2 separate regions of the Mus musculus genome follow, and region 2 is linked to region 1. Evidence: chromatin contacts called from public Hi-C data. All regions are on one chromosome and are shown on one strand. The core of a region is the stretch at or near the end of the contact, and the rest is flanking DNA. Distances in the headings are between cores, read along the strand shown.

Evidence for each region. Hi-C and Micro-C count contacts between places; a contact is called where the count stands out from the background.
Region 2: a contact with region 1 is called in a Hi-C map of the N1E-115 cell line, with 5 times the contacts expected there. The contact joins the promoter of Samd5 here to the enhancer-like site in region 1. A contact is called at or near these places in 3 of 39 promoter capture datasets (the 3T3-L1 cell line and liver), 10 of 484 Hi-C or Micro-C datasets (the C2C12 cell line, the N1E-115 cell line, the Patski cell line and 7 more), 4 of 115 datasets of contacts at active chromatin or transcription factors (bone marrow-derived macrophages, a colorectal cancer cell line, embryonic stem cells and 1 more) and 2 of 9 other capture datasets (adipose tissue and embryonic stem cells).

Annotation. Positions count from the first base shown.
Region 1 is chr10:9,555,363-9,560,638 of GRCm38.p6, reverse strand. It overlaps a transcript of Samd5 not described here. Among named protein-coding and RNA genes, the nearest start is that of Samd5, 120 kb to the left of the region's middle. Within about 2 kb of position 3,303, at least 35 of the 459 cell types and tissues checked have an H3K27ac peak or open chromatin away from gene starts, as enhancers often do. A contact at or near this core is called in the N1E-115 cell line, where this site is marked.
Region 2 is chr10:9,672,482-9,677,757 of GRCm38.p6, reverse strand. Samd5 (sterile alpha motif domain containing 5) reads left to right here and starts at 2,550. Exons shown (of 2, transcript NM_177271.3): 1 at 2,550-3,253. The coding sequence starts at 2,795.

The sequences.
Region 1 (5,276 bases), core at 2,054-4,553:
TATGCGCTTGAAAATCGTCTTGCTCACCAAAGGCTTCGAAGGAATTATGTAAGGATACTTTTCTCCCTAGATGCATACTTTAGCAATTTGATTTTGTTTTAAAGTAGCATAATTACATTGTCTCCATCCATTCTGTAAATCACAGCCCCTTCGGGAATTCCTTTGAAAACCATGATTAGGGAGAGAAGACGCTGGTACCTTGAATATGATCATGGTTTGAGACTTCGCCGTACCCAGCAGGGCTGGTCCTGGACTTATTGGTATCATTTTGAGGCAGATGAGTTGAGGAATTGTGCACTCTGACTCTGTGGTTGGCAGGTTAGCCAAGTCATTTCCTTACAAATGACCATGGAAGGCCTTAATTCCTCAGGCCAAATATTTTCATAGGCTATTATGGAATAAATTTGATGTATATTTTTCCTTCCTAAATCTGTCAATTTGGGTATTTTTGGTTTTAGATGATCGATTTCTAGAACTTAGGGACCCTGTCCCTAAATTTATTGTAGACAATCTTCAAATCCATTTTGGCAAAGCAGGGCTAATACATTTCTGTAGCAGGTAGTGGATTAGTAGCCTGGTGCTTTGACATTTTTGTGTGAGATCACACATGACTTATTTTCTCATTAACACAGGGTAGTTAAGATAGATGTACAAGTATCAACTCACCTGGGCAAGGTCTGGGACAGATAGTGCGTGGTGTGCTCTAGGTCTAAAGGCACAAGGCAAAGTATCATCCTTTAGTCTGTAAGAACATGGCAAATGAAATTATTCTGATTCTAAGTCTCTTTGAACTTTTTTTCTAATCTCACAAATTATGCAAGGAATCCAGAATATCTAGTTTTGTGGTAGGTGACAATTCTAGTCTAAAACTAAACCTGTTGCTGCACAAATTAACTAAATACAAGCCATATTTAATGAAGTAGCTAATTTTTTTAAAAAAAATGCTAGTTCTCTTTGGTCTTTGAAAATATCTGTATTTTCAAGAAAAAGTTGTGACGGCTCTATCCAGTAGCATCAATGTATCGCTCAAAGACCATCAGAGGGGTCAAGAAGGATAAAGTTCCTGTTTGAGGTTCCCAAGTATCATGGCTCAACCTAATTTAGTAGGCTCATGGATGATATGTCTACTTTCTTCTCCATACTGGCAATTGTTCATCCCAATTCTGGAAAGGAGACAAGAGCAGGGGTTTGCTTATTCTGTTCTCTCAGCCTGACCTCCTTCCTTAATAGAGGTGTGAGGTGCTGCGAAATCCTTCCTCGGCATCTTTTGCTGTGAGAACGTGTATGAGTAAGTCATAAGATCAGTTGTTCACTATGTTCGTTTGACTGCTGTATTTGGGTTGGCAACCTGTATATAAATATCTTCAGCAAAGGTTCTTTTATAGCACTGATCCTAAAATTAAAAAACCAAGGTCTTGAACATCCTTGGCAAGTGCTCTACTGCTGAGCTAGACTCCAGCGTATACCATAGGTCAGTTTTCCAAGTAGCTTTATTTATATTTGAAAACTAATTATATTCAAAATAGATAATTTAGTTTTTACTTTTGTACTGGGGATTAAATCCCAGGCTTTTGCCCGCTACTAAACATCTGCTGATGAGCTATGCCCTCGGTCTTTTAAATTATTTAATTAATTAGTTAGTAATTATTCTTGCCTTACAGGAGATTAAATTTAAGGGCTTCTGAATTCTAGCCAAGAACTCACCCATTCAGCTATATCCCTCACCCTTATTTTATTTTTTAGACAAGTTCTTGCTAAGTTGTTCAACCTGGTCTCAAACTTTCAATCCTCCTGCCTCTGTCAGGAGAGTATCTGGGAGCATAGGTAACCATCAGTATATATACCTGGCATAGGTAAGTTTTGATATCCATGTAGAAACAGTGACAGCTTCTAATTGATTTTTTTTTTTAAAGAAATGCTTACTGTTGGGCAAAAAGGGCAAAAGCACGGTAAGCTGCTTTGTAAGAATAAAGATGAGCCAGAGAATAATTGACCATTCGGATTCTTCAGTTGACACTGCACACATTAGAGCTAAAGGGTCAGTGGTCAAAGTAGGCATCAAAAAAATGAAGAAGAACTCTAGATAATGTAGCCATATTCCTAAAGGGAACCCTAAAAGATGGTTAAATTCTGTGAATTTTACCACATATTTAAGAAGGGTATAAGCCGGGTGGTAGTGGCACACACCTTTAATCCCAGCACTTGGGAGGCAGAGGCAGGCTGATTTCTGAGTTCAAGGCCAGCCTGGTCTACAGAGTGAGTTCCAGGACAGCCAGGGCTACACAGAGAAACCCTGTCTCAAAAAAACAAAACAAAAGCAAAAACAAAAAAAAAAAAAAAAAGAAAGGTATAATATTAACGTATACACTTACCTAATAAAGTCAATGGTATTTTGTCCAGTCTCATTTAAAAGATGCTCACTGGGAAGTATCCTCATTAAAAGAAGTAAGATTTTGTGATACTACGTCCCCAAAACAAATTTTAAAAATGCCTTGAAATATTGCTCACCTCAAAGGCCACAGGCTTTGCAAGATGGCACATCAGGGTTATGACCCTCAGAGTCAGACCCAGGGACTTTGTGTTTATGAGCATTCAGATGCTTATCTTGTTGCTTAGCAGTTAAGTATTTTTTAATTCAATGTTTGCTTCCCTTGTTCTGTGCCCTACCCTTCTCAGAACTCCCTTTGAAGATGCCCGGACTCTGGTGGAAACTTGAAAGCTGCATAATAGTATGTTTGGGCTCCTTAATCCTCTGTAAATTTGCTTTACCGTCAGCAAGCGTTCATAAGGGCTAGACAGTGATGGATGGTGATTACATTGTTGGGTGAGGGAGGATTCAGGATCTGAGAAGCCAGGGCTCCTTAACCTGATCCCTAGCTCTTCTGACCGTGACAGTCTCCACCATGGCAGGAGCTGCCTTGAGCTTTGCCTTGCTCATTTCTTCCACCCATGTGTGAGCTTCAGGAGCATATAGGGAGGCTCTGGTTGTTTACAGGCTAACAAGCACTGCCTGTAAGGCTGTCAAATGTTCCTCATCACCATGTGTGCTAAAGAGCAAGTCACCCTTTTATGTGTGGTACAGTGATCATGTTCAAAGAGGTACAGAGGAAGCTGGAACACAGTTCAGGATGTCTACAGACCTTTTCCTACTTGGCCTTTGTCTGGGTTCCTTTTTTTCCCCCTCTTTTATAAACATTTTTTTTTTTCTCAAAGCTTTAGCAGTTGGATGACTAGACTCTCATCATAAACCGTCTACAAAGATTTTCTGTTTAAGTGATGATTCAGATGCTAACTTCTGGAGAGTTTGTACTTGATTCACTCCCAGCTGTCTGGAAACCCTGCTCCAAGCTTTCTTTTGGTATTCTGCCCTACCCACTGCTGTGAGATTGCTGCAATTACATTTTTAGTGTTTGGTGGGAGGTAAGGAATGAAGAATCTATTAATTTTACCTACAAACTTGAACTAACCTAACTTTTAAAGTTTTTAAGTGAGCTTCTTATGTTGTTCACTGTAGTCTGAATGCATGATGTATTTATCTAAAATTATATTCATTATAAAATAAATAGTAGACACTCTTATCCTTAGAATGCTTGATCATTACTGTCTTATAGCACTGATTCTCTGAAATAAAAGATGCTTAGCTTGTTTTCCAGTGTAACTGTTTCTGTTTTAATTCTTACCAAGTCAGAAATAATGCATCTTGCCTGTGTTAAAACACTTCCCCTTTTGTTCAATGCAAAAGTGAACAATGGGATTATTATATAGATACTCTACAATTTTTCTTTTCCTTTGTAAAAAGAATAATGAGCTAGATTACAGACTGCAACAATCTACAACACTCGTAATTTTTTCATAGTTTAAAAATATTGACTTCCTTTGTAATATTCAAAAGTTTTTTTTTTCTTTTTTCTAAAGTTTCATCTCTCTTCATGGTACTCAATGATCTTTATTTAATTCCATACAGTAAGGATTCTAAACATAGCTTTGGTAATGTCCCTATCAACAAAAATGGCACCATATCATACCTCAGTTTCCTTTTTGAAATAAGGATTTATATTAGTCGATCGCAGAAGTCTCTTGGAGCATGGCAGCAATCAAGGCTAAGTTGCAACAGTCCCTGGATTCCCAAGCTCATGTATCACGGGCTCATCATGTGACCTTTCCATTCACACTACAGAATCTACCTCTGCGCGCTCCCCACCATGACATCCTTTCTTCCAGTCATTTAGTAGCAGTGAACGTCTGGCCCAACCCTTTCATTTTACGGATAAGAAAAATAAGACAGCATTTTGTTGAAACATCAATGATAAGTACAAAGGAAGGAACCTTTGTTCTCTTTCCAATAGCTGTGCAGCCCAAGCATTAAACAGTCTCCAACTAAAGCTACAACCACAAAGCTAATTCTATTGACATTTGCTTTTTTGTTGTTTTTTTTTTAAAGACGTTTATTTTTATTTTGTGTATAAATGTTTTGTCTGCACATATGTGTGTGTTCCACATGTGTGTTGGGTGTGTTCAGATGCCAGAAGTTGTTGGATTCCCTGGGGCTAGAGTTACAGACAGTTGTGAGATGGCATGTGGGTGCTAGAGATTGAACCCACGTCCCCTGCAAACACAACCAGTGCTCCTAAGTGCTGTGTCATCTGTCCAGCCCCTCTGTAAACATTTTAAAGCTAATTGGGAACTTATTTTTCTTGGTAGTATGAGCTGCAGGGCTTTAGTGTTAATGTGAATGGTTTAGTTAGCCTCTGTCTGTGTTATTATCATTCCAGAATAAAATCACTGCAAAAGAAAGCAAATGACATTTAGGCATGCTGGATTCTGTGACAGTAATTGCTCCTTCCCCAGATGCAAAAATTTGTCAAACTGATCATGCTATAATAAAACACTCGTATTCATTATTGACCCTGCTAAAGAAGACTTAGTTGAGGCACAACTCTTTCATGAAGACCACTAGCATACTCTACTTGACGGTGAAAAATCTCATCTTGAAGGGCATATGAAATGATTGGCAACTTGTAAAGATGTTTTCTTTCTATTTATTAATGGTTCTCATGTCAGTTAGTATTTTATAGATATATCTTCTGTAGTCCTTTTAATCACAGGAGCAGATTCTTTCCTTGTTGTTGTTGTTGTTGTTGTTGTTATATCAGTATCCTCCTCTGGAGTCTCAGACAAGCTTGACTAATGCACACAGTAAAGGATATTTTATTCAACTCTGTAGCAATTCTATTTATTCTTTCGATTTTGGTCTCTGATGTACATAGAACACTGGT
Region 2 (5,276 bases), core at 1,301-3,800, 120 kb before region 1:
GAGTTTTCAAACAAGTTGAGAAAGAAAAGCCAGGGCAATAAACTCAAGAGCTTGAAAGTTTCCTTTTCTAACCACACAAACAGCAGAAGTAAGAGACTCTGCTTTTATAACCAGCCCAAGGTTTCCTGCTGGTTCCTTTAGCAATGGCTAGGGAGCTGGAAATCCAGTGGCTGGAAGCCTGTCCCTGAGTTTCTGTCTTCATAGTTCTCTACCCTTTCCTCTACAGTGACCAGACGAGGAGGGAATGTTTCACACATGGGTCTTCCTTTTTTTGTAACATAGCGGATAATACTTCTAAGAGCCACATATACTTAGACATAAATGCAGATGCCTGGCATATAGTACCAACTTCCGAAGAAGCATTTACAGAGAACTTCTGTTCCATTGAAGCAGACTTGTTTTGAAAGTACTGCAATACCCACCTCACCAAAACCCAACGGTTTTCATGACAAAGCATTGAGATATAAAGGTACACGCGAGGGCATTATCTGTACATTACGAAGGCAAATAGGAACCATAAAGCCCTCTTCTTCCTTCAGCCGAACAAAACAAGTTTGGGACTTGGGCAACGCCTTAAAATTCCAGCACTTGGACACAAGAGGGCACTGTGAGCTTGCTTTGGCAAGGGACGGAGGGCAAGTTACAATCCGTGCTAGGTAGGGAGGGTCCGGGGTAACCCAGAGCCTTGCTCCAGGATCAGAACCATAATCTAGTCTCTGAACACGGAAACGCGGGTGATCTAGGACTGCGGGCAGACACGGCTCCGTGACTACCCGCGTTGTAGTCTTTCTTCTTCCCAAACAGAAGGTTCTTCCTGGTAGCTATTTTTCAGTATGAGACGTTTGGATCCAGGAGCTTGGGACTCAGCATATAGGCCCCAGCTATTGTAGAAATACGGGACGCATTTTGGGTTCACCCATATCAGGTATTTTACAGACCATAAAGGAGAGAGAGAGAGAGAGAGAGAGAGAGAGAGAGAGAGAGAGAGAGAGAGAGAGAGTTAGTTTGATTCTCAGTGTCTGTCCCAAGAGGGGTTTAAGCTTCACTAATTTAGTGGAAACGTGGCACAGAGAGTCCCTTACCCACAGCCAACGGTCCTGGAGCCACGGGGAACGACTCTAAAGCCACGGATGGGCAGTGCCATCATTAGTGTTGTGCCTAGAGACAGGTAGGGCCCCAGAAGGACTCTTTCAGGAAGGGTATTGGCCAGGTCTGGCTCTAGAGTGAAGCTGAGTGTTACTTTTGTGAAAAGGAAATTGTTGCTGCCTGCAAGGTTTCTTAAGGTTCTAACTGCTTCCCCAAAGATCAGACGAAGTGAAAAGAGGCCTAGGAACTCCGGGGGGTCGCCCTTCTCCTCCCCACTCCCCCGCCTCCATTCAAAGCTGGGCCATGGGCACCAGGAGGGAATCTCGGTTAATTTTGTTACTCCCATCTAGGCAGAAGTGCTAGATGCCCTAGTGTTCTCTTTAACACAGCTGCGTGGTGGTGTATGTGGTGGTGTATCAATTAACACGCGACCCTGGGGCAGAGAAGGGGGAGTCGGCTGTGGTCCCTGTCTCGGAGGCAGAAAACCTCTCTTGTCCCTGGGCAGGGAGCCACCTGGGGCAGAAGAGCTGTAACGCGAAGTGAATAGAAAGCAAAAAGGCAGGGAGAGATTGAGGGGGTCTGACACAACGCGGTGTGCTTGTGTGGCTGGAAGGAAGGTGGGGGTGGGGAGGGATGCCGATCAGGTAGGGATGCGCTGACCGAGGAGGAGAAAGTAACAACCCACCCCAAACTTTCGCAGGTCAGATGGCCTTGGAGGGAGAGGCAATCGGGAGCAGTCGTGCCCCTCCCGACACCCACCCGGTGTGACTAGTTATAGCGAGGAGGGGCCTCGCGCCCATCAGGCTGGACAGTCCCCACGTCGCTCCCACCCTGCTGCCAAAACGCAGCTGCTTGGGGCACAGAGCGCAGCACCACAGAGCCAGACACACCGTGCCTGTGGAGCCTTAGCAACCCGCTCCTTTGAAAGGACATTCTACGTGCATCGGGAAAGGAGAAGGGACACTGGACTCAACAGCTTCTCTCAGGACCAGTGACCGGGTCCTCCCCTTGGACACCCAGGCGAGAGTACCCACTGGCTTGGGAACTGAGCGAAGAAAAAAAAATCTAGGGGTTTGGAGAAGTCGGATTCAAAAGAAATGTCGAAAGATATCCAGGGCAGCCACCGGAGTCCGGAAGCTTAATAGCCACCGGGTCACCGTGACCCCGGGAACGACAGTGACTGACAAGCGCACAGACCAGGCGCTCGCCATCATCCACCGGTCTGCCCGCCGGAGCCGCCTCCACGGCGTGGGACCCGGTTGCAGACGTCCACGGAGCCGGCCAGATAGCGACATGCAGCGAGCACTCCCCAGACTGCCCCAGCTGGGGAACCTCCTGGGCGGCGCAGCGCGACGGTGACCCGCGCGGGTGCGAGGGGTGTGCCCGGCCCCGCCTGCGCGCCCCTCCCCGCGGTGGCCGCGCATCCAGGGGCGGCGCGGAGCCCAGCCGCTCGCCCAGCCGCCAGTGCCCGCGAGCGCCGCGCCTGCTCGGGGAATCCACTTCGCCGCTAGACGCTCCTCGTTTTCTCTCGCTCCCTCCCCGGCTGCTTTCTATGGCTCTGACTCTGCGGCCGGAGCCTAACCACTAAGGGAGAAACTTTTCCTGCTGTTTCTTCTCCCCACCCCTTTCCAGGAGAGGATTAAAAGTTGCAAGAACTGGTGCCGCCCGTGTCACTTGGGTACTCGCTGGCGAGTTCCGAGTCTCAGCCATGTGCACCAACATAGTTTACGAGTGGCTGAAAGCGTTACAGCTCCCACAGTACGCTGAGTCCTTCGTGGATAATGGCTACGATGACCTGGAAGTGTGCAAGCAGATCGGAGACCCGGACCTGGACGCCATCGGGGTGCTGGCTCCCGCGCACCGCCGGCGCATCCTAGAGGCTGTGCACCGGCTGCGGGAACAGGATGCGGCCGCTGCCGGCCTCTACTTCACCCTTGAACCGCAGCCCGTGCCACCGGCACCGCTGGTAGAAGCGGTGCCCCCAGGCCGCCGGGGGGAGCCATGTGGCAGCTCAGCCCAGGGCACTCGCGGGGACCCCCGTGGCCAGCCGGGCGCTCCCTGCAGCAGGGAGCTGGTGAGCTACCCTAAGCTGAAGCTGAAGATCATGATCCGGGATAAGCTGGTCCGCGATGGCATCCACCTGAGCAAACCCCCATACTCACGCAAGGTAAGGAGGCCCCGCCAGGGCGACCTTGGGCATGGCGGGAGGGAACCAGGCCTGGAGCTTCTGCAGCGGCTCAGCAGTCAGTCTAGGTGACAATTGAGAAACCAGGGTGTTCGGGGTGTCTGGTTCTCCCGTTTTCTGCGTTATCTATCTATTCCTTCTGTGCTGGCGTCTCTAATAATAGCTGCTCACTCATATTTTGCATGTAGACAACTCTTAACAGCACCCTAGCATATGGGCTCGATTGTCAGGTTCTGAGCAATGGGTGCTTGCTTTTGGTGGCCACCGGGAAATCCTAATGCCTCTGGGAAATCCTAATGCCTCTAGTAGTGTCTGGCTTGGAAGAGTGAAAAAAAAAAAAAAGATGGGTCACATCTGCCTTATTTTCAACCTTCCTCTTTTTCTTTACTTTTTTCTTCTGAGTTTTGAGAAACTTCCAAGAGGAGTGGGTGACTATTGCCAAAGGAGTAGGGGAATTCAGGGCCTGCTGTTCTCAATTCCATGCTATGGAGAAGTGTCCCATTAACAGGAACCTATGTGTGTGTGGTGGTGGTGGGGGGGGGGGGCGTGCTAAACACAAAACTTGTGCCTATTCACAGGAGGCTCCTAAAGCTTAAGGATTCCGGGTAATGGGATGCTGAGCAAACGGGTCATCTGGGGTCTGTGGTATCACTAGTGATTCAGATGAAAGGAAGATAGATTCTTTTCAAAACTCCAAGGCACATGTGTAAGGAAGGCCAGGAAGAGGTGACATTTCAGTACCTAGAAAGCAATCCTCACACGTGAGAGCAGGCTACACGTTCTCATGGCCGCTCTGTGTGGCACGCAGACATGTGGCATGAGGTTTGAACAATTAAGTACCAGAAAGTGCATTTTTACACCAGAGTGCTGTCTCTAGCTTCAAGTGGGTTGGTTTGGCTTAGTGAAGTGAATAGGTTTGGCTTAGTTTCTGAAGCTGTCCTCCTAGAGAGTGCCAATTTGGCAGAGATGCTGACAGCACAGGTAATGTCTGGCATTGCCTGGAACTCAGGAAAATGAGCATCTCAGCCTGAAAACAAGGGGCCTGGAGAAGCCTAGTTGAAGAATATGCAGCAGGCTAGGTGTGTTAACATCTAAGCATCATGGGAGGAAATATCTGGTCTAAATGCTGTGTGGGTGGCATTAGCCCCAGGGGGCTGGACTGAAGGTCATAATGCCTAATGGTCAAGTTCAAGGGCTACTGGTGCACAAAGTAGATACAGTAAAAGGAAATAATGGTTTAATATTATCCACCTGCTGTCTTGCAGGTAGTGGGTGGTCGGGGTGGTCAACCATGATCACCTGCCTGAGAATACAAATTGCTTTTATAAGGAGGATAGATTAGAAAGAAGGTTTGCCTCAAGCACCTGTCCCAGACACCTACTCTGACAGGACCATTGATGGGTGTTGGGATCAGGAATGGAGAAGCTCAGGCACATGCTGTACGAGCCTGAAGGATGCCCAGTGTGGTTAGAAGGATTGTGGTCAGCGGAACAGAAATTTAGTCCACTACCAAAGGAGCAGGAGGCCAACTCACTGTTTGTTACTAATATACCAGAAAGTAAAGAGAGCTTGCACCGAGAGATGTGTAACCGAGCCCATGGGAGGGCTCAGTTCAAAACCTGGACACAAAGAAGGCAGATAGTAGCTATGGCTGGTTCAATCTTCAGGACTACTATAGTGCAGTGTTGGGTGCTACGAGAATGGGTGATCCTTCTGTCTCTGTCTCTTGAGTGCTGGGATCACAGGTGTGACCAGCATACCTAATGATAACACATTTTTATAAGTCAGATTTGTATAAAAAATTTCAGCTTGCATTGACACTGTTCATTTTCCATGTAAAGAATTACTTCTGTCAACTTTATTTAGTTAAGCCATGTAGCCTAAACTGTCTTCAAACTCACATCCAAAGTACTAGAATTATAGGCATGTATCACCAGGCATAGCTTTTCAGTTTGCCTTTAACTAAATATCCCATTACAGTAATGCTTAACAAAAAAACTTGCCC